2 separate regions of the Gossypium hirsutum genome follow, and region 1 is linked to region 2. A link is a contact called in public Hi-C data. All regions are on one chromosome and are shown on one strand. Each heading gives the region's core, a stretch centred on a gene start, on an enhancer-like site or on the middle of the called end of the contact. The rest is flanking DNA. Distances are from core to core; before and after follow the strand shown. Region 1 holds the start of LOC107951419 (proton pump-interactor 1). Region 2 holds the start of LOC107951423 (kinesin-like protein KIN-7N).

Evidence for each region. A called contact is a pair of places that touch in the nucleus more often than the background predicts.
Region 1: a contact with region 2 is called in a Hi-C map of leaf, with 2.6 times the contacts expected there. The contact joins the promoter of LOC107951419 here to the promoter of LOC107951423 in region 2. A contact is called at or near these places in 11 of 34 Hi-C or Micro-C datasets (anther, callus, fibers and 3 more).

What each region holds. Positions count from the first base shown.
Region 1 is chrA02:20,517,024-20,521,810 of Gossypium_hirsutum_v2.1, reverse strand. It overlaps LOC107951419 (proton pump-interactor 1), which reads left to right and starts at 1,709. Exons shown (of 2, transcript XM_041083508.1): 1 at 1,709-1,915; 2 at 2,020-2,343. The coding sequence starts at 1,709. The coding sequence ends at 2,343. It also overlaps the pseudogene LOC107952273.
Region 2 is chrA02:20,335,196-20,340,023 of Gossypium_hirsutum_v2.1, reverse strand. LOC107951423 (kinesin-like protein KIN-7N) reads left to right here and starts at 2,121. Exons shown (of 17, transcript XM_016886473.2): 1 at 2,121-2,331; 2 at 2,410-2,499; 3 at 2,596-2,714; 4 at 2,810-2,923; 5 at 3,008-3,089; 6 at 3,175-3,242; 7 at 3,324-3,401; 8 at 3,505-3,647; 9 at 3,733-3,835; 10 at 3,955-4,035; 11 at 4,456-4,524; 12 at 4,595-4,654; 13 at 4,762-4,828. The coding sequence starts at 2,187.

The DNA of each region.
Region 1 (4,787 bases), core at 460-2,959, 180 kb before region 2:
CATCATCTTCTTTCATTGTTTCATCATCTATCTCCTTTCTGCAGTTTCAACTACAGGGTAGCAAATTGACTTGGCACGAGCGCTTCTTGGTACTTTTCTTTTCCAATTTCTCTTCCGCAGAGTTTTGTTTGCTTATTAATTTCTGGGCTCCAAAGAAAGTTACCAAGAAGTGCAGATTAGGTCATTCAATCAGTCACAGAGGACAAAGAATTGGCTTCAAAGAAGAACAGTCATTCCCATAAACCTAAGAAACTTTTGTTCCCAAATGGCTCCAAAACTTTGAAGGCTTCTTCTTCAGAGGTTGGAGGTGGTCACGATGATGATGGTGATAGCCATGATGATGTCGAGAAGTTGAGTAGTAGAGCAATCAATGCCTCTATCGTTCTTGGATTTGACACGTTTGTTGTATCCAAGTTGCTTACAATTGATCATGATTATTGGCATGCAAGTTATCTCCTAGGTTTTTCAATTTTTTTTTTGCATTTTAATTCTATTTCCTGTTTTACTTAGAGTTGAATAATGATTCGTTTCAAAAGAGCTTTCTTTTGGTATACTCTTGTTTTGAGAAGGGTATTTTTGCTTGGTAGTAGTTTTCCTTGGTTTCACTTCTCTCTGTGCTAGAGTTGGTTAATCTCTTTCATTCGTCATTTTATGATTTTAATCTTGAAAATTGTTGAGGTGTTTATAACTTTCTAAACTAACCATGAAATCTGAAACATTGCTTGTAAAAGAAAAAGGGGGTCTTTATTTATGATTTGTGCTTTCCTGGAAATTTGAGGTTTATGCAGATTAGCTTTCAAAAACCAAGTGAAAGCTGGAGTCCTCAAAATAAAATGAAGTGAAATCTAAATGCTACAATATTATTTTTTTCCTATCTCAGTATTTATTTGATTCTTATGAATGATTAACAGGGATGGACACTTTATGAGGTACTCCAATATGTTCCAGAACATAATTGGATTGCATACGAACAAGCTCTTAAAGCCAAACTAGTGATAGCCAAAATGGCAATAAGTGGGATAGTCTATTCAATAGGAAATTAGATTGCACAAGTAGTTTCTCTCTCTTCTCCACCCTCTCTATTAATCCTTTAAACGTAAACATATATTGCATTCAGCTCATATTGTATAGCCTGTGTGTAGTGTTATGAAGGAAAGCCTTCAGATCGGGCCTTGTTGGATTTACTCTTCATAGATCCCTTTCTCATTATTATTACCAGTTTTGTGAGGTAATACTTGTGGTTCATAGTTTATATGTTTTGCTGCTTTGAGTCGTTTTTTTTTCCATGGAGCAATGAAACACTTTGAGTTCCAGGCTCTGTTTCCTTTCGATGACTGGTGGGTGGTTCCAGCAAAAGTTATCTTTGATCAAACAGTTTGGGCTGCAATCTAGAACAGTATATATTATGTAGTTTTGGGGTTCTTGCGTTTTGAATCCTCGGCTAATATCTATAAAGAATTGAAGGCAACATTTTGGCCTATGCTGCCTATAAGAATTCTGAAATCCCTGGACACTCGACTATTAAGCAGGGATGGTCGGATAAGGAATCCTGATGAGAAGCCATTAGTTCTACCAGAGATAACAGTACATACGGGAACTGAAGCACTTCCAAAACCTGGTGCGAAACAACCAAAGGAAGAAGCCAAATCCTCTCCCCAACCAGGTACTAAACACCAAAAAGGGCTAGAAAGATGCTGAGACCAAAGCAATGGAGTCAAAATCCTCTCCAGAGAATGTTGTAGCAGACAAGATCTCTGGATCTTCAAACAAGGAAGTTGATGCTGCAAAACAGAAAGAAATGAAGAGAGAAGAGGAAATTGCAAAAGCAAAGCAAGCTTTAGAAAGGAAGAAGAAGCAGGCTGAAAAAGCAGCTACCAAAGAAGCTACCAAAGAAGCTATAAGAGCTCAAAAGGAAGCTGAAAAGAAGCTCAAGGAAATTATTTACTTCTTCTCTTGTTTTGCTTCTTTATAAGTGGTGCGGGTTAAAACTGAATTCTTTTGATGTTTTTTTCCTTTCAGGAGCGTGAGAAGAAAGCAAAGAAGAAAGCAGCAGCATCTACGAATACTATAAATCCCGAGGAACCAACTGAACCCATGGCTGAAGCTTCAGAATCAGAGAAGGTTGATGCTAGTGCTGAAGCACCTGTTCCTGCTCCTATTTCAGTGAAGGATAAAGCACAAAAGGGGAATGCTATTTGGTACAAAAATCGAACTAAAGGACCTGAGGTGCTTTCAAGAGCCATCCTGAGATGTAAGAAGTCAACCAACTACTGGACATGGGCCGCACCTGCTGCACTAGTGGTGCTGATACTTCTAGCATTAGGTTACTATTATCCTGTCTGAAGAAGTTAACTTGAATGGAACTGAGAGTTTTGGTTGAACAACATGCTAATAGCTAGGTCCATAGCTGCAAAAGTTCTTTGCATCCATTGAGGATGGACTAAAAATGTCATAATGTTGCTGGTTGTTCAGTTGCAATGCTTACTGAGGCCAAAACTAAGCAATTCTGGTTTAATTGGTTGTATTTTAAAAATTTTGACGTCCATCAATTTGAGAATGTCATGAGAATCCTTCATGCATTTCAATATTTGAGATTAATCCTAAATTAATATGATTCCAATAGATAGAATGCCAGGTGTTCAATGGGTTTATTGTTCTGGTCTACTATTTTCCTAGAAAGTAGCAATTACTCAACAAGTATGATACATTATTATACAAAGAAAGATGCATCTCAAAGGAAAGCAAAGTATCGATTAAAATTATTACTTAACTCATAAATTATATTATGATTTTTTAATTCATATAATAATAATTATATTAAGAATTTTATTAAATTATATTTAGTAATAATTATAGTAAAATATGATTAAATTATTTATTATTTTTATTAAATTATTTTTAATAATAATCTTATTAAAATTTAATAATAATAATAATAATCATTTACTTAAAAAAATTCAACTAAGGGTATTCTGGTCATTTTAGTTTTTTTTCTTATTCTATTACAACGTCATTCCATTCCAACCAAACACAAGAATTCTATTACAGTTCTATTCCATTCCATCCAACCAAACAATTGAATTACTTATTACAGTTCTATTCCATTACAGCTCTATTCAATTACAGCTCTATTCCATTACAGTGAACCAAACGTACCCTTAGTGTTAACCGCATAAATACCAACTATTAAATCAACCTTCTTTGCCTTCATCATTGCTTCTCTTACTATGAATAGCAAACCTGCTTGGAGACAATATGAATCCTGCTTAAAAACCTCATGGAAATATATATATTATCAAAAGGAAAGATCACAATAAAACAAAAACCTATCAACAAATATTGAGCTTGGAATCTCAACCATCACAATGTCATGTACTACCCAACAAGATTCCTCAGAAACCTTACATACATCAGTCATTCTCATAGCCAAACTCCCCATACCATCTCTCATCCAGTTCTTTTGCCTCAAGACATGAGTCACACAAAAGTCCTCTATTCGCTGTAAATATTCCTTTACTCTTTCCCCTAGTAAACTTTGATCTAGAGTTTGACTAATCAGGAAATTAACTACCTCTATGCAATCCATCTCAAGGACAACCTTCTTAACACCCTTCTCCCATGTTAGCTTAATGCCCTCAAAGGCCTTTCATAGCTCAGCTTCAAATGTAGGGCAGACCCATACCTTGCACGAGAACCCCCAGAGCCATCGTCCAACATTATTCCTGATCACTCCTCCGACCACAGCAACCAAAAAACCAACACACACAATCGCATCAGTAAACACACATGTTTAGAAATTATTAGGTTCAATATAAATTAACACACATTTAATTAGTTTCATTTTTTTAAAAATTAAAATTTGGGTAAATTACACAAACAGTCACTCAACTTTGGGGTAGTTGACAAAACAGTCATTCAAGTTTCAATTCAATCACTCAACTTTTGAAAAATAACAAAACAGTCACCACTAATCATTTTTTGTTACAAACGTAACAGAGCTACCATTTTTCATTACAGACTTAACGGAGCTGTCATTTTCCATCCCCCTATTACTACTCTCTCATCTTTCTTCCTCTTCCATCTAATAACATCTCAAGAGTCTGCAAGTGATACTCATCAGGGAACACCTGAACTGCACAATCCATCAAATAATATTGGGCAAGATCATCTTTGCAATTGACAACTTGTAAAAGAACCAGATAAAATCCTTTAATGTTACAGACCTCTTAATTTTATATTAAAGAGAGAAAAAAAATAGTATATTAAAGAGAGAAAAAAAAAGACGAAAAAGAAGTAAAATTACTTGCTCTAAAGCTCTTGGAAGAATTGTTTCTTTGTAAATCTCAAGGTTCACCCCTTCTATCTAATCAAAAAGTTCAATACAGAAGCATGAATTCCCCTCGAATGTGCATCAAGTACACTGATGCAGAGTTTAGCCAATTGAAAATTTTAGATTATTGATATTACAAGTTCTTGAAATGTTCTCCTTTCTTTTTCCCGCTTCTCTCTAACTCTACCAAGTCCTTGCAGAACAAAAATTAGAATTGAAGTCTTTAACTCAAGATGACCAAAAAGTATGAATGAATCACAAGCACCATGACACTTACATGGCCAAAATTTATGCTCTCATGATATATTTTCACTTCTATGCATTCATGTACTTTGGTGCATTGTATATTTGAAAAAAAAAAGCTTGATAATAGACATTCAACAAACCTCAAGCTGCATTCGCACCCAAAGTTTATTCAATTCGGTGAAATTTTCTAGTATAAATTCCACAGCATCCA
Region 2 (4,828 bases), core at 872-3,371:
CAAATGCATCATTTGGCGATGAAAATTGTATATATAACTTAATATAGGGTGATCCACTAGCAAGATGAGTCTGCACCATTGCCTCCAAGCTACGAGCACCTTTGATGTCGAACAAATCATATGTCACAGGATCAACAGAAGCACAAAATCGATACCTAATAGACAAAACTTTCATTGGCGTCATTCCGAAAATTTTACACCTAATTCTTTTACGAAATTTTGTCAAATCTATGTCCTGGTTAAAAACCAGTCACATTTTATTCTCTGATAAAAAACGCCATTCCCGGTGTGACGAACCTCTCCATCATAGTAAATAACAACACTAATACGTTCACTCATCTTCAATTTCTATTTTGCTTAACGTCTCTAATTTTTCTTGCTGTAACTTATGCAACCTGAGAATAAAATTTGGCTTATTTATAACCTCAGGCCAAATAGGAACTACTGTAGAAAAAGAGCGTCCATGTGGGAGCTTTTTTCAGTACTTTTGCTGACAGTGCATCCTGCTTGAAGCGTTTTTGACACTATTTGTTCAGAAACATCTTCTCAAAATTATTTTATCAGAAACTACTGTAGAAAAAGAACGTCCACGTGGGAGCTTTTTTTAGTACTTTTGCTGACAGTGCATCCTGCTTGAAGCGTTTTTGACACTATTTGTTCAGAAACATCTTCTCAAAATTATTTTTTCAAAAACTACTGTAGAAAAAAAGCGTCAACGTGGGATCTTTTTTCAGTACTTTTGCTAACAGTGCATCCTTCTTGAAGCATTTTTGACACTATTTGTTCAGAATCATCTTCTCAAAAATATTTTTTCAGAAATTACTGTAGAAAACAAGCGTCCACGTGGGAGCTTTTTTCAGTACTTTTGCTGACAGTGCATCCTGCTTGAAGCATTTTTAACACTTTTTGTTCAGAAACAACTTCGCAAAATTATTTTTTTAGATACGCCTTCTCTAATTTATTTTTTCAGATACGTCTTCTCTAATTTATTTTTTCAAAAATTACTGTAGAAATTTTTTTTATTGCTAATATATTTTTTCCATAACCCTAAACACAAAATTATTTTAAAAAACTAATCCATAATTTAATTAATTAACCCTAAACCTTAATCTAATTTATTTTTTAAACTAATAATTAATGTAATTAAGCAACCCAAAACCCAAAACCCTAATTTTTTGATTTTTTTTTAAAAAAATTCTAAATCTTAAATTCTAAACCCTAAACTCTAAACCCTAAACACTAAAACAATAACCTTAAATCCTAACCCTAAATGCAAAAAAAATCCTAACCCTAAAAAAAGGAGCAAAACTCTCCCCTAGAGACGCGCTTTTCTAACATGTCACCTGACATCGTGCTGACGTGGACGCACTTTCGAGGAATTCGGTACTTTCCAGTAAATAATCAAAAAGTTGGCCCATTTCCATAAATATTAAAAAAATGGCTTTTTCTTGTAAATTGTCTGATTTTTTTTTCATCGTTAATTTAATTTAATTTCTTTAATAAAATATTTTTCATCTGGTTTTTTTTTGGTTAAAAATAGATATGCTAATTTTGGCATTTTTCATAAATTCTTTGATATAATTTTTTTCAAGTCCTTAGACTTGATTGATTAACCATTTTTCCAAAAAAAAAATTCCATGTGGCAATATAAAATTTATCCACGTGTCAACTCTAGTTAGAGTTAACTTTGTTTTTGAAAGTAGAAGTATCGAGAGAATTTATCATTATCCATTTTTATTATTCTTCTTATACTTGCCTCTCAAAAGATAAATATTTAATTTTGCTAAAGTAAATTTTTTTAACTTTTTTCTGAATATATACATAAAACAATATAATTGCAGTCTTTTATCGGTGGAACTTTCTACTACAATTATGTTGTATACCATTGTTTGAATTCTATACAATTAAGAACTACAAAAGTGGAAAGGATCTAAGCTGGCCCTTGGAAATTACATGGGCTTCTCGTAATGTTGATACAATCATCCAACTGAGGCATGTGGGCTATTCTCTTACCCAAAGAAACTGGGCCAGTAGACATGTTCTTTAGGGTCCGAATACCCATCCAATCCTCCATTTTATGGGCATTTCCGTCAATCCAAAACATTCAAATACAAATTCCCCCGTTTTCACAATGCATAAAGATCCCGCCTTAGCTCTCGCTCTGCAACTCAACGTTTAAAAAGAAAATGGAGAAGATCTGCGTAGCAGTGAGAGTAAGACCTCCAATTTGCCATGAAAATTCTTCTTCAACTTTCTGGAGAGTCGATGATAATCAAATCTCTCTTCACAAGCTCCACGGCAGCCCAATTTCCTGCGTTTCTTACGCTTTCGGTAAATTTTCATTTCCCAAATCCTTTTTACCTTTCCAATTCCAATTCTCATTCCTTGAATTTTTTTTTGTGTTTCTAGATCATGTCTTCGATGAGAATTGCTCGAATTCAGATATTTACGAGCTTCTTACTAAGGATATTATTCATGCTGCTGTGGACGGCTTTAACGGTTTAAATTTTATCCCCTTTTTTAGCCCTAATTTTGATGATCTGGTATAAAAATTGATTAATTTGTATATGATTTACAATTTTATTTATGTTTTAGGAACTTCTTTTGCATATGGGCAAACAAGCAGCGGCAAGACCTTCACTATGAACGGTTCATCTAACGATCCCGGAATTATTCATCGAGCAGTTAACGATATATTTCAGAAAATAAATATTGTAATTTAACGAAATTTGGTTCTTTCCCGAAGCAGTTAACGACATATTTTAGAAGCTTTGGCTTTGATTTTCTTGTTGTTGAATTCAATTCCCAGATCTCTGATCGAGAGTTTCTCATCCGAGTTTCCTACATGGAAATTTACAATGAAGAAATTAACGACCTTTTCGCTGTAGAGAATCAGAAATTGCAGATTCATGAGAATTTAGAGGTCAGCCATTGATTAAACTTTGATGCCGTATCAAATGTGTACCATAATGCTCAAAACTAACAGATTTTTTCTTGTTTGTTTTAGCGTGGGATTTTCGTTGCGGGTCTTAGGGAGGAAATTGTGAACAATGCTGAACAAGTGATGAAGCTCCTGGAGTCTGGAGAAGGTCCTTTAAACTTCTTTTTTTTGCCATTGGTTTAACTGGGTAGTTGTTTATTTTTAATAATTTGTTTAAATCATTTTCCTTACAGTTAATAGGCATTTTGGTGAGACAAATATGAATGCACGAAGTAGTAGGTCTCATACAATATTCAGAGTGGTATGTTCTTTTAACATATTGTTGAACATAAACATTACTACTTTACTCTTAATATTCGTTGTATTTATGTTACATTACTAGGTGATAGAAAGCAAGGGAAAGGATACAGGCTCTTTTGGTGATTATTCAAGCAGTGATGCCATACGCGTCTCAGTTTTGGTATGTACCTTATATTACTATAGACTTTCCCCCCTTTTATCTAGTTTATACCTTGTCCCATTAGTTTTATGAATGTTATTTTAATTCCTTTATTTGAAAGCAGAATTTGGTTGATTTGGCTGGTTCTGAGCGGATTGCTAAGACTGGAACTGGTGGAGTACGTTTGAAGGAAGGAAAGTATATTAACAAGAGCTTAATGGTTCTTGGTAATGTAATTAACAAACTTAGTGATAGTGCAAAACAAAGGTACTTGTTTTGCTTATCCTGCGAGAAGTAACTTATTTGTATAGAATAACTATGTTCTAATTATATGAATTATTGACATGTAAAGGGCACATATTCCTTATCGTGATAGTAAATTAACCCGCATACTCCAGCCTGCTCTAGGAGGGAATGCGAAAACTTCAATTATATGTACTGTAGCTCCTGAAGAGGTGCGCTTACTTTGACTGTATGTGGTTATTCAGTGGCTTGTTTTTGGTTTTCTTATCTTTCTGAGAAGGGGAGATGAAAATGACTCTCAACTGAGCATTCTGGTTTAATTTTATTATAGATTCATATTGAGGAGACGAAGGGAACTCTCCTTTTTGCTAGCAGAGCTAAACGAGTTACTAATTGTGCTCAAGTGAATGAGGTTGGTCATTTTCTTATATTGCACCACATTATCACAGAATATATGGATTTCCAACGCTAGCTTGTATATAAATCATAAAATCTATATTATTAATAGAACCCTTTGCTGAGTTGGTGTCACGGGTTAACCGGGTACCAACTCAGTTAGGAAATAAACAAATTCTTTACCACCACACCAATAATAATTCTTGAGTAAACTTTTAAAAATTAACTTTTAACATAAAATGTTCTCTCACCAAATTTGTGTTTTAAACATACCTATACGTGATTTCCGCACGCATACACATTTGATAGGATTTATAGTATTTATTATGTTGTTACATGACAGAGTAAGAGTTCAAGTTTTCATCTAGAATTTTTGTTTTAATTGATTTGGCATTGAGTTTGAAATGAAGTTAATCATAGTTTAACTTGTATCTAGGTTTTGACGGATGCAGCCCTACTGAAAAGGCAAAAGTTAGAGATAGAGGAGCTACGCAGGAAGCTTCAGGTGAGGATCAGGTGACATAAGCTAATATTAGACTTAAAAAGGCAATCTAAAATTGGTCACCTTTTTTCAGGGATCTCATGCTGAGGTGCTGGAGCAAGAGATATTAAAGCTGAGGAATGATATGCTTCAGGTTCATTATTTGTTTATTTCAAAAGGATTATAGATTTATAGTCTTCTAGCACCAATTATTAACATATACATTAACACATTTTTTATCTGCTTGTATTCCAATTTCAGTATGAATTAGAGCGTGAAAAGCTTGAAATGGAACTAGAAAAAGAAAGAAGATCACATAAAGAGCGTG